2 separate regions of the Mus musculus genome follow, and region 2 is linked to region 1. A link is a contact called in public HiChIP or PLAC-seq data. All regions are on one chromosome and are shown on one strand. The core of a region is the stretch at or near the end of the contact, and the rest is flanking DNA. Distances in the headings are between cores, read along the strand shown. Region 1 overlaps Pag1 (phosphoprotein associated with glycosphingolipid microdomains 1). Region 2 has its middle 20 kb from the start of Gm33273.

What was found. HiChIP or PLAC-seq counts read pairs in DNA pulled down with a chosen protein or histone mark.
Region 2: a contact with region 1 is called in an H3K27ac HiChIP or PLAC-seq map of microglia, with 4 times the contacts expected there. The contact joins two enhancer-like sites. A contact is called at or near these places in 1 of 15 datasets of contacts at CTCF or cohesin (pro-B cells), 6 of 484 Hi-C or Micro-C datasets (CD8 T cells, the G1E-ER4 cell line, embryonic stem cells and 1 more), 4 of 115 datasets of contacts at active chromatin or transcription factors (CD8 T cells, embryonic stem cells, large pre-B cells and 1 more) and 2 of 9 other capture datasets (adipose tissue and liver).

Annotation. Positions count from the first base shown.
Region 1 is chr3:9,701,231-9,706,435 of GRCm38.p6, reverse strand. It overlaps Pag1 (phosphoprotein associated with glycosphingolipid microdomains 1), which reads left to right. Exons shown (of 9, transcript NM_001195031.1): 4 at 147-353; 5 at 1,681-1,732; 6 at 4,382-4,478. The coding sequence starts at 223. Among named protein-coding and RNA genes, the nearest start is that of Gm33169, 41 kb to the right of the region's middle. Within about 2 kb of position 2,620, at least 22 of the 459 cell types and tissues checked have an H3K27ac peak or open chromatin away from gene starts, as enhancers often do. A contact at or near this core is called in microglia, where this site is marked.
Region 2 is chr3:9,862,492-9,867,696 of GRCm38.p6, reverse strand. No RefSeq gene overlaps it. Among named protein-coding and RNA genes, the nearest start is that of Gm33273, 20 kb to the left of the region's middle. Within about 2 kb of position 2,241, at least 79 of the 459 cell types and tissues checked have an H3K27ac peak or open chromatin away from gene starts, as enhancers often do. A contact at or near this core is called in microglia, where this site is marked.

The DNA.
Region 1 (5,205 bases), core at 1,371-3,870:
CACACATGCATTTCAAGCTTCTGACAGCACCACAGCAGCACTCAGCAATCAGGTCAGGGTTCTTTCTGGTTTGGGATCTTGATATCGGGACTGCTCAGCCTTTCCCGGGAAGGGATTCTGAACGTGTAGTGTCGTTCTCTCTGCAGGAGGATGAAGCCTTCTAGACCCATGTGATCTCCTATGAAGAACTGACCCCACCTGCTGGTCACCCCAGCTCCCACCATGGGCCCTGCAGGAAGCGTACTGAGCAGTGGGCAGATGCAGATGCAGATGGTCCTGTGGGGAAGTCTGGCTGCCGTGGCCATGTTCTTCCTCATCACCTTCCTCGTCCTCCTGTGTTCCACTTGCGACAGGTTAGAACAAACATGCATGTTCTAGAGCCTAAACCTGCTGTTTTCCCTGTGTCCCACGGAGCCTCTTTATTAAGAGCCTCCCTGGCCCACATTCATGGGTTGGTCACAAAGGGCATTCTTCATTCGTCAATTGAAAATGCTTATTGATCTTCCTGGAGGGCAAAGCAAAGAGCCCTTCCTATCTAAATGTCTGGAATGAATTCTGCAATTCTTTGAGCACAGTCTTTGTGTGCTGTCTTTGGCCATGGGCATACTGAAATCTAAGTGTGAGGTACTACATCCTGTTGCCACAGTGGGAAGTCACTGAGGGTGCTCACTATTGCGTGGCCTGGAGAGCTCACATATTAGTAAAACTGTGTGTGATAAACTGCCCTTTAGGAAGACATAGGCTTGTATTTCCTACAAGAGAGGCTCACTGAAAATGGAAGCCTTTTTTCTCTTTTTTTCAGCATTATACTTGTCTCCCTTGGCTCAGGGAGAAGTGAAGTTCTTTGTAACCAAGACGGATGCCCAGAACTGTCAGAGATGATGCAGGGTGCAGCCTTCTGGTCTAGCTGGGAGCCAGTGGGAACCAGCTTAGCCAGCTCCATACTCAACTCTCTCGATTTGGATCCCATTCTAAAATCTGTCAAAAAGAGAAACCCATGCCCTCTGGCCTCTGCAGCCTCTCCTAGTCCCTGCCAAGCAAGGACTCAGGTCTTGAAGGACAGGACAAGCCTAGAGACACTAGACTTGGCTCCCCAAAACTTCAAGAATCTGCTACTGTAATGACTCACTCTCCCGCTAGGTGTCACCCTCTTCTCGCCACAGATAGAAATGTGGTCTTTACAACCAATGGCTTTCTTTAGCCTGTTCTGTGTAAAACACATTCTGTTTTTACTAGGCAGACTTTTCCGTAGACTGGAAGTACCTATGACTCATCCTGAGAGAATGTCACCTCCCTGATGTGCCAAAGTAGTATCTCCCATATTTTCTCTCATCCCTTACGGCACGTGACTTCACAGACTCTTAAGGGAGAAGATGAGGTCATTGTTAGGATTTGCTAAAGAATAAAGGCAGTGTCTGTCATCTGAGTGTTCCAGGCACAGACAGATCCTGCTTGCAGCCCGCTGTCTCCCGTAGTGAACTTGACCCTCTGGGAAGGGGTGTGCCAGAAGCGGGCTCAGCCTTTGCTGTAGGTCAGGACTTTTTCTGATCTAGTTTTATTAACCTGGTTAATAAAACCAGAGAGGCGGAGCTGATAAATGTTAGGCTAGGGAAGTATGGTGTCCACTTCACTTTAAGGGACACATTTGACATCAGAATGGTATTTTCTTCTCCCTTTCAGAGAGAAGAAGCCACGGCAGCATAGCGGGGACCATGAGAACCTGATGAATGTGGTAAGCCTCGGTGTGGCTGTCTGTCTGTCCGAGTACACCTCTCCAGGCATGGCGCTACTGGCTTTCGACACAACTGAAGCTGGCATGGGGACGTAAATGGATATTAGCTGTGGCTTTCTGTATACTGTATGTACGGCTGGGAGCCTGGCTTGACCAGTGTTCAGGGTAGCTTCTGCAGAGATGTCTTCATGCCCCTCCTGGTCTGGGAGGGCTGTCACAAGGAACAACTAGACAATTCATCTAAGATTTCTTGTCTCTCTGCTCTGGAGAGCAGAGTCCAGCATTCAGTGTTGTCACACGAGCCCCTTCCAGAGCTAGATCTGTTCCCAAACTCAGCTCCTTAGTGCACACCCACCTAGTCCTTGCTGTCACCTTCCCTCTCTGAATGTATGTCTTGAAGCCAAGATAGCAACTGTACCTCTCTGACTTCAGTCCTAACTAGTGCCATCTGAAATAGCCCTGCTTTCAGATGAGGTTAGGCTGTGGCACTAGGGACTGAGATTTTGGCATGCATTTGGGTGGCGCTGCAGCCATTCATCGGGGCCTGGAGCCCACAGCATAGCTTGGCCTTGGTGCGTTATCGGATCGTCAGCATTTGATGGGATCCTGAGAGACCCAGCAGTCTCAAGGAGAGAGCTGTCCACCTGGGTGGTGACCTTTTGTTGTGCCCTTAAGTGGCAGCAGCCTCAGCAGCTGTGTCTGCAGGGCTGGGTTGAGCTCCCGCTGGGCCCCAGGGCAGGTCTAGGAGAGAGGGCGCTTCCTGCTCCCAGCCAGGAAGCACATATGCATTTAAACTCTGGGGGGCCTGGGCTGTTTGCACCCAGCAAGCATGTTCAGAGCACATGCGTGAGGTACCAGGCTGCCTGAACCCCCACTTCCCAGTGTGCCTGTAGCCCAAGCAGACAGGAAGCTCCTCCTGGACCCCAGCCAGGGCTCTCTTCCTTTGTCTGAGACCACCCATCACAGCCACCCCGGACCTCAGCATCTCTCCTGCCCTGACTGATGTTCTCCTGCTATTTTCACCTCTTATCTTGTCTCACTCCTTGTTCCCAGTGTCTCTATGCTCCCCAGTGCTTGCACAGGGTAGGGGAGGAATGGGGGGTGGACAGATAGGCCCTGTCTTTCTTCAGAGCCCACCTTCCTCAGTCAGGTGGACAGGAGGTTGTGGCTGAACTCAACTCGAGCCTCACTTCCTCCTAGTGCTCTCAGGAATGGCGAGACCTGGCAGCTCAACCTGAGTACTGTATGAAGCCAGTGTTCAGGGGTGGGACCAAGCTTTGCCGGTCACTCTGATATGGGCATCCACATGAACGCCGGTCATTCTCGATCTTTCATCCCCGTTATTCTGCCTGAGGACAGCAGCCTTTGCGGGCAGGGAGAGTGCCGCCTCTTCATTCTCTTCCCCACATAGGATCTCCTCCACACACCTCCAGGACAGACTGTATCCACAGGATGCCTGCTGACAGTGCCAGTGAGGCCTGCACACAGCTGCCCACTGAGCTCCTGACTTCCCTAGACCACTCCCAGTTTGCTGACTTGTTTCTCATGGGGGCTAAGATGGGAAAGAGCAGTTCAGACAGAGATTATAGAAGCTTGGCAGTGGCGTGCTATGCAGGAAGCCTTCCCTTGGTCCCCCTCTCTGTCCCCTAAGGACACTGTTTCTCCAATATGAGCATCTCAGGGTCCTGGCAAAGCACAAACACTTCAAGTCACTTTATAGCAGCAGATGCGAGCAGTATTGGCCCAAAGAGCAGACTTCCCGGACACTGGCGCACTGCTGCACTTCAAGGGCTACTTATTATCTGTTATTATTTGATTTCCCATCAGAGTCAGTAAGATTGTGAAGCCAGCGACCCAAGACTCCTGTACAGGTTGCATCAGAATTTCCCTGTGATATCCTGAGACCTGGGCTGTGTCTTGGGCAGCAGAAGCCATTAACATGAAGAGGGTAGGGTCCGACATGTTAGACAGAACACATCCAGAAGCAGCTGCTGTCTTCTGCCCTGTGAGGACTCTGCCTGCCATGTTGTTCCAGGCAGTCCACACAGCACCATCAGCCCAGAGGAACAAAATCAGTTCTCCCAAGTGTCTGTGCATCTCTGAAAGTAGGAAAGGTTTGCAAAGCAATTATTCAGTAGATGATCGTTTCAATAAAGCTCGGAAATAGGCTCGGGAATGTATAGCATTAAATGCTGTGTTGACCATGTTTAAATCTCTTCCTGTCGGGACACTTTGCTGTTTGTTTGTCACCACCTGTGTTTTAGGGATGGCATTGATCCCTGCTGGGCTCTGTTCTGACCCACACAATAATCTGTGGTCTCCATTCCCCTTGAGCTAGGAAAACACAGTGTACCCGTAGCCCATCTGTAACCACCTGGTGAGATGCGCTGCCTGCAGTCCTGGGAGACCCCCAGTGCCTGAGAGACCAGAACCATACTTAGGAAATAAGTTCAGCCATTCTCCATTGGAGAAAGTGGTCCCCACTCTCAACACTTGAGTTTATCTAGTTATCCATGGTGTTCAGTCTAACCGTTCTTGTTTTACCTAACTTTGTCAATGGACTCTGGCATTTCTTTGGCTGCTTTGATTTTTGGAGTATCCGCTGGTGCCCAGCAGATTCTTAATAGAAGATGTGTTTGGATTTTTCAGCCTTCCGACAAGGACATGTTCAGCCATTCGGCAACCAGCCTGACAACAGATGCACTGGCTAGCAGCGAACAGAACGGGGTGCTCACCAATGGCGACAGTAAGTTCTGCAGAGGAAGCACTGGGGAGCCTTAGGCTTTGAGCAAGGTGCTCGGGGGCGGTGGTGATGACTCTGCCCCAGGGTTCCCAGCACCCACGTGGCAGCTCACAACTCTCCCTGACTGTAGTTGTAGGGGAGCCTCCGCACGCACCAGGCATGCAAGCGATGCAGATGACCAGTAGGGAATGTACTCTATCCCAGTCATTGTTACTACCAGCTAGAGGCCTCATTTGCATAGTGGCTGCTGGTGCCGGGTACCCTCTTGGAGTGCGTGCTGTCATTCCTTTCACTGTGCCCACACACAGGTGGCACTGTCCCCAGTCTAAGTGAGAGCACAGGGCTACTGGATTAAGTTACCACAGTCTAATGCTGCAGTGGCTGGAGTGACTGACAGCTGGCCAGGTCATGAGTATGAGGTGTCTGCCTGCACCCTGCTGGGGGCTGATGGAGTCACCTGCCTGCATCCCTTCCTGGGTTGCTTCTCCCGAATCATCAGGTCTTTCGCTAGCCTTTACTCTTTCACTGTTTAGGACTATGCAGTCTCTTGTCTAGGTAACCAAGGTTTCTCTACCCAGCCCAATGTTGGCTGACTACACATGGGGAGTGGGCAGGGGAGGGACAGCACACTCACGGAGTTGCTGTGTCATTCAGCATGTGGTTGCCAGAGACTAGGACATGGACATCTGTGAGAAACCAAATCCTTGTCACAGAGTCATTAATAACCTGA
Region 2 (5,205 bases), core at 992-3,491, 160 kb before region 1:
TTGTAGATGGGTGTGTCTTGTAGATGTATCTATTGGGTGTGTCTTGTAGATGGGTGTGTCTTGTAGATGCATCTATTGGGCGTGCGCTCCCCAACTTTGCACTGTGGTTAGTTCTTGTTGTCTGTAGTAGTGTTCTCTGTTGCAAAGAGAAGTTTCCATGGTGAGGGAAACTTCTTATCTGTGGGTACAAAGCATAGTGCTCATAGACTATTTGAAGGATTGTGCTGGTTTAGTGAATTAGTGATAATATTCTCTTACACTAGCCATGACTTCACTAGCACCGAGTACTTAGCATGCTTTCCCTCTTGTTGTTTGGATCATAAGTCCAATTTCGATACAGGCTCTTGAAGTAGATCATGCACTGATGCTCCTGGAGGGGCCTTGATAGCTGGGAGCTCCTGTCCTGGGGAGACCTAGTTCCAGACAGCTATCCCTACCTGCATCCCACCTCTCTGATCTATGGAGAAGCATCAAGTGTTAGCTTAGTGTATGGTGAACAAGAAGGACCAAAGGGCCCAGTATTCTCTGAGGTGATGGGAAACTCCCATTTAATGAGTAGTTCAAGATGTCCAGTGTTAAGCTTGATATTTAATATAAGACACTCATTAGTCATTAATCCAAGTCACTCTACCATCCCTTGGTATCCATTGAGGTTTTTCCTTGTGTTTACACGATGCACGTACACTCATAAACTCTATATAAAATGATGATGCATTTGTACATAACTGTCAATATCTTCCCACATAATCATAATTCCCCTTTAATCATCTCTAAATATCCTTTTTATAAATTTTACTTTTGTGTTTTTATAATGTATGTGTACACACACATGAATATAGACTCCAGAAATCAACAGCAGAGGTCTTCCTTCTTACCTTTGTCCATCTTATTCTTTGAGATAGTGCCCACCATTGACCCATCTAAATGGCTGGCCACTGGGCTAAGGAACCCTTCCATCTCCTCCTCCTGGCCCTGGGGTTATGGTGCACACTGCCACTCCCAGCTTCTTACATGGTGCTAGGGATCTGAGTTCAGGTCCTCACGCTTGGGTGGCAGCCACTTGACTGACAGAGGCATCTCCTCAACCCTTTCAAGACTCTTAATACAATGGAGATGCTGTGTGAGCCCTGTGATGCTGTATTCTTCGAGGGACCATAAGAACAAAAGTCAAAAAATTGATACAGATGCAATTTTAAAAGATTTTCAATCTTGGTGCATCGAATCTGCAGATTCAGAAGAGCAGATACAGATACATTTTAGAGGTTAACTTAGCTTGAAGCCTAAAGAAGGCAAAGTTGCCGCCCAAGCTCACAGAGCTGCTAATGAGTGGCCAGTGTGTCAGCTGTCCCTTCACCTCTTGCTGAAAAGACCTATCTCAAAGCATCACCATCTTGATTCATCTGTTTCCAAGCTGATTATTTGGCATATAACTGGTGCTTAGTTTATTTTTGTGGCACTCAGTTATGGACAAATGACCATCTTCTACAATAAAAATATACATGAACATTTTACTGGGTCTACATTAAATAATTCGATAGCACTGAGTGCATCTTTAATAACAATGTGATAAGATCTGTGCTAGATTTGAAAACTGAACTCTGCACTTAACTCTTATATTTCACATGCGTGTCTTGCCTTTGATTCCATATTTGGTCAGAGTGCATACACACGCTGAGGACGATGGGAGTACCTGGCCCAGAGGCTGCCAGGCCCCACAGCCGGAAACTGGCAGCAGGTTGTGGAACCGTATCTTTGGTTTGGCGGTGAAGTGTGCTACACCCATTTCCTGGTCTGGCCTCCTCGTTCACACAGGTTTCCTGCTCTTGGCAGTTTGGGTTTCCTCCGTTGCAACAGCTCTTCCCAGTACGCACCTGGGGAGACTGAGGAGGAGATGCCACTGGCAGTGCAGCTGGGTTGAAGAGATTATTTGTTTAGGGCGACAGAAAGAAAGGTAGAGAGAGAAAAGGAAGGGGAGGTAGTGAAGCATTCACGAGCAATGCCCTAGGCTTCCTGGATGAGGTGTGTATTGTGGGGGGCACAGGACAACTCTGGACAGGATCGTGTGTGGTGTGCTTGTGTGATGCGGGACAGTGGGAATGGCCCGAGCCTTCTCACACCCAGGAAAAGCTACAGAGAACCAAGCAGATCTCGGGGTCTTTTCACGCGCTCGAGGTGCAGCTGTTCCATGTTAGCTGGCTGGCTTCTTCTTGAAAGCCTTCTCTGGTTTCCTCGTTGACGTCATCACAACCTTTGTATCCTCTTCATTGTGCCTATCATGACCAAAAGCTCAAGTGTTGGCTGAGTTCCTTATGACTTCCTCAGTCTCTCCTTCTAAAATGCATATTGTGCCCCAAATGTCTGTCACCAGGGACACTTTGCCCTTCGGAGGTTGTTAATTATCCCCTTATTCTAGGAGATCTTCACTCAGATGCCCCATGCCCTGCTTTTATTGTTTGTTTGTTTGTTTGTTTGTTTGTTTGTTTGTTTTTGAGAGAGGTCTCAGAATGTAGCCCAGACAGGCCTTGAACTCATGTTCATCCTGCCTCCAACTCCTTGGTGCTGGGATTACAGTGTACCAGCACTTACGGCTTGGGAGTCTCATTTTTATTCAAAGACAAGCCTCAAAATTGGGCTACAAATCCTCCTTTCAGTTCCTCAAAGAGCAGTTTGTTTCCTGTCTCAGAGCCTTTCATGCCACTCGCCTGGCTGAGACATCAGCCTTTTGTGACCTCCTTGCAAACTCTGCCTGGGACCCCTGATTCATCCAGATTCAGTGGCCATCCATAGAAAGGTTTGCTCCTATAACTTTCTCAAGCTGGATTTCCTCTACGTCTTTTCCATTTGCTTACCCACTCAGTTATCCTGCATCTTCCTCACACTTTTATAAGCTTCCTAGGGGTAGAGAGTTCACGAGCTTTATTTCTCATCGTGTGCTTACGGTTTAGCACAATGCCTAGAACACAGTCAAGGCTAAGTGCATTGCTGGATCAACAAATCGATCAATGATGTTCAATCACCTGCCAACACTTGGTTCCAGAAGAAATCTTACGTCTTAGTAGCTGCAGTTCATCTGCATCATCTGATTTCTACCTCTCTTAAAAATCAAAGTTCTCCTCTGCCCAAAATGTTTCCCTTAGTACACAGCCACTGTCACTTTCTCCTTCGCCAGACCATTGGTCGTTTTCATCCCCAAAGGGGCTCTGAGCACTTATGGGAGCTCAGCACAAATCAGGAGATGCATTGGCTATGGTCGCGGACCTCAAGGAGAATGAAGACCTAAAGCACACTTTTAGCCTTTGACTACAGTTCAAATGGCTCAAGGGGGAGACGAATGAGCTAATTATAGTTTCATTGGCATTTCAAAACGTGTTTCTTTCTCCTGCTATTCTTCCTATAATCTTACTAAGACACTTTAAATAGGGCCACCCTTCCAGGAGACTCACCCTGAGGACAATCTTTCCCAGCACAGCTTTGATGCTGACAAATGCTACAACTTCCCTTAACCTGTGTCTAATCTGTGCCCTGCTGATTCCTTCTATTTAAATGAACCTCCTGAAGACCACACCTTCTGGGGTTCAAATGCAAACATGCAAACAAACACCTTCGAAGCCAAAGCCTAAACACTTTCAGCCAGCTATCTTAGGAATGGGACTTACTTCCCCTGCTTCAAATAACTATTTCTCCCTAGAAACTTGTGGTCATATTTATAGTTGTGTTCTCATTAATTTAAATCAAATTGAATCAAATTTTCAATCAAACTTAGATTCTTTACTTTTCCCTCTGTTTCATCCAGTACTCCTAATCCTGCAGATGGATCATCACATATAAGTAGGAAAACAGGCAGCTAAAATACAGGAAATGCAGCCTCTTACTGTACTGTGTGTATGCTCTTGCTGGCTGAGTCTGCATGCCTTTTCTAGCTTAAGGGAGCAGAGCGGGCAGCTTTGGCACAGTCACTGTGCTACCAATTTCCCCTGTATCTGGAAGCTCTACTCTTTGCAAAGTGCTTTCTTGTCACACTCGAGCACAGGTTATAGCACCTTTAGCTCTTCATTTCCACTCTCTGCTTCAGTTCCCTGGAAGAGGTAACCTCTAGACCAATGCCTCTCACTCGCTCTTTGACTTGAGTTTCCAGAGAAACCATTCCAGTGTCACTCTGTACTGATTCGCTGGCTCAGTTGTTCAGTCTCCTTCTGAGAGGAGTCTGGATTCCAAGTGCTTGCCACCAATCTGGCTCTATAGCATCACCCCAGGCAGTGGTCCTGTTTATCCCACACTTCTGTAGTAGATCCCTCAGGGAGGACACTGGGGACCTCAGTCTGCAAACCACCTTTCAGTGGTAACTGCAGATGGTACAGCAACTGTGCACAAGTGCTGTTTCATGCAGGAATCAGATCTTGAGACTCTTGTGCTTGGAAAGTGTGAGTGGCTTCCTGTTGCAACCACAACGAAAGCTAAACCCCTGCCTCCACCTCTCACACCCTATTGCAGGACACCTCCAACTCTGTCGCATGTCGCTCTATAAAGCTATTCTAGGCATACGTCCTCCACTGGAGCCTTAGTTCACCAGACAGTGAGCTTGATCCAGAATCGACATTTATGCTTCCTGGTCCCAGGGTCTGGAAAGTCTGAGATGGAAGAAGGGTCTCCAGATTTGTTTGTCTAATGAAGGTTATTTTTTCTCTCCAAGATAGTGCCTTCATTGTGTGTTCCAGAAGAGTGCCCTCATCATTTACAAAGGTGGGAGGATAAGGGAGCCTCTTCTTAAAGGACTTCAGTCCTATTTACAGGGAGAGTATCCTTTATGGATCACCACCTTGTAAAGCCCCCAATCACCTTTGCTAGGACTCAGTATCCCCGTCTTGAGGGTCACATTGCAGCCATGGGTGACTTGCTTGTGTGTTCTTCCCCTCACATGGCTTCCTCCTTCTCATGGTTCAGATTCTATTTCAAAGGTCATCTCCCTCCTTGAGCTACATCTGTTTTCACTCTCTGTGACATTTCCCCCGTGGCTATGTTCACAGTTCTCATGAGTGTGAGAAGCAAAATATTAGTGTATAGATTGTAGAACAGCCACCTCCCTGTGAACATAAGTTGCACACGGTTGGACCCACCTCATTGCTCTCCTAGCATCTAATAGAGAGTCTGGCGCATGCCTGGCATCCATCCATCCATTCCACTGTTTGAGCCACTTGTACCTGTCAC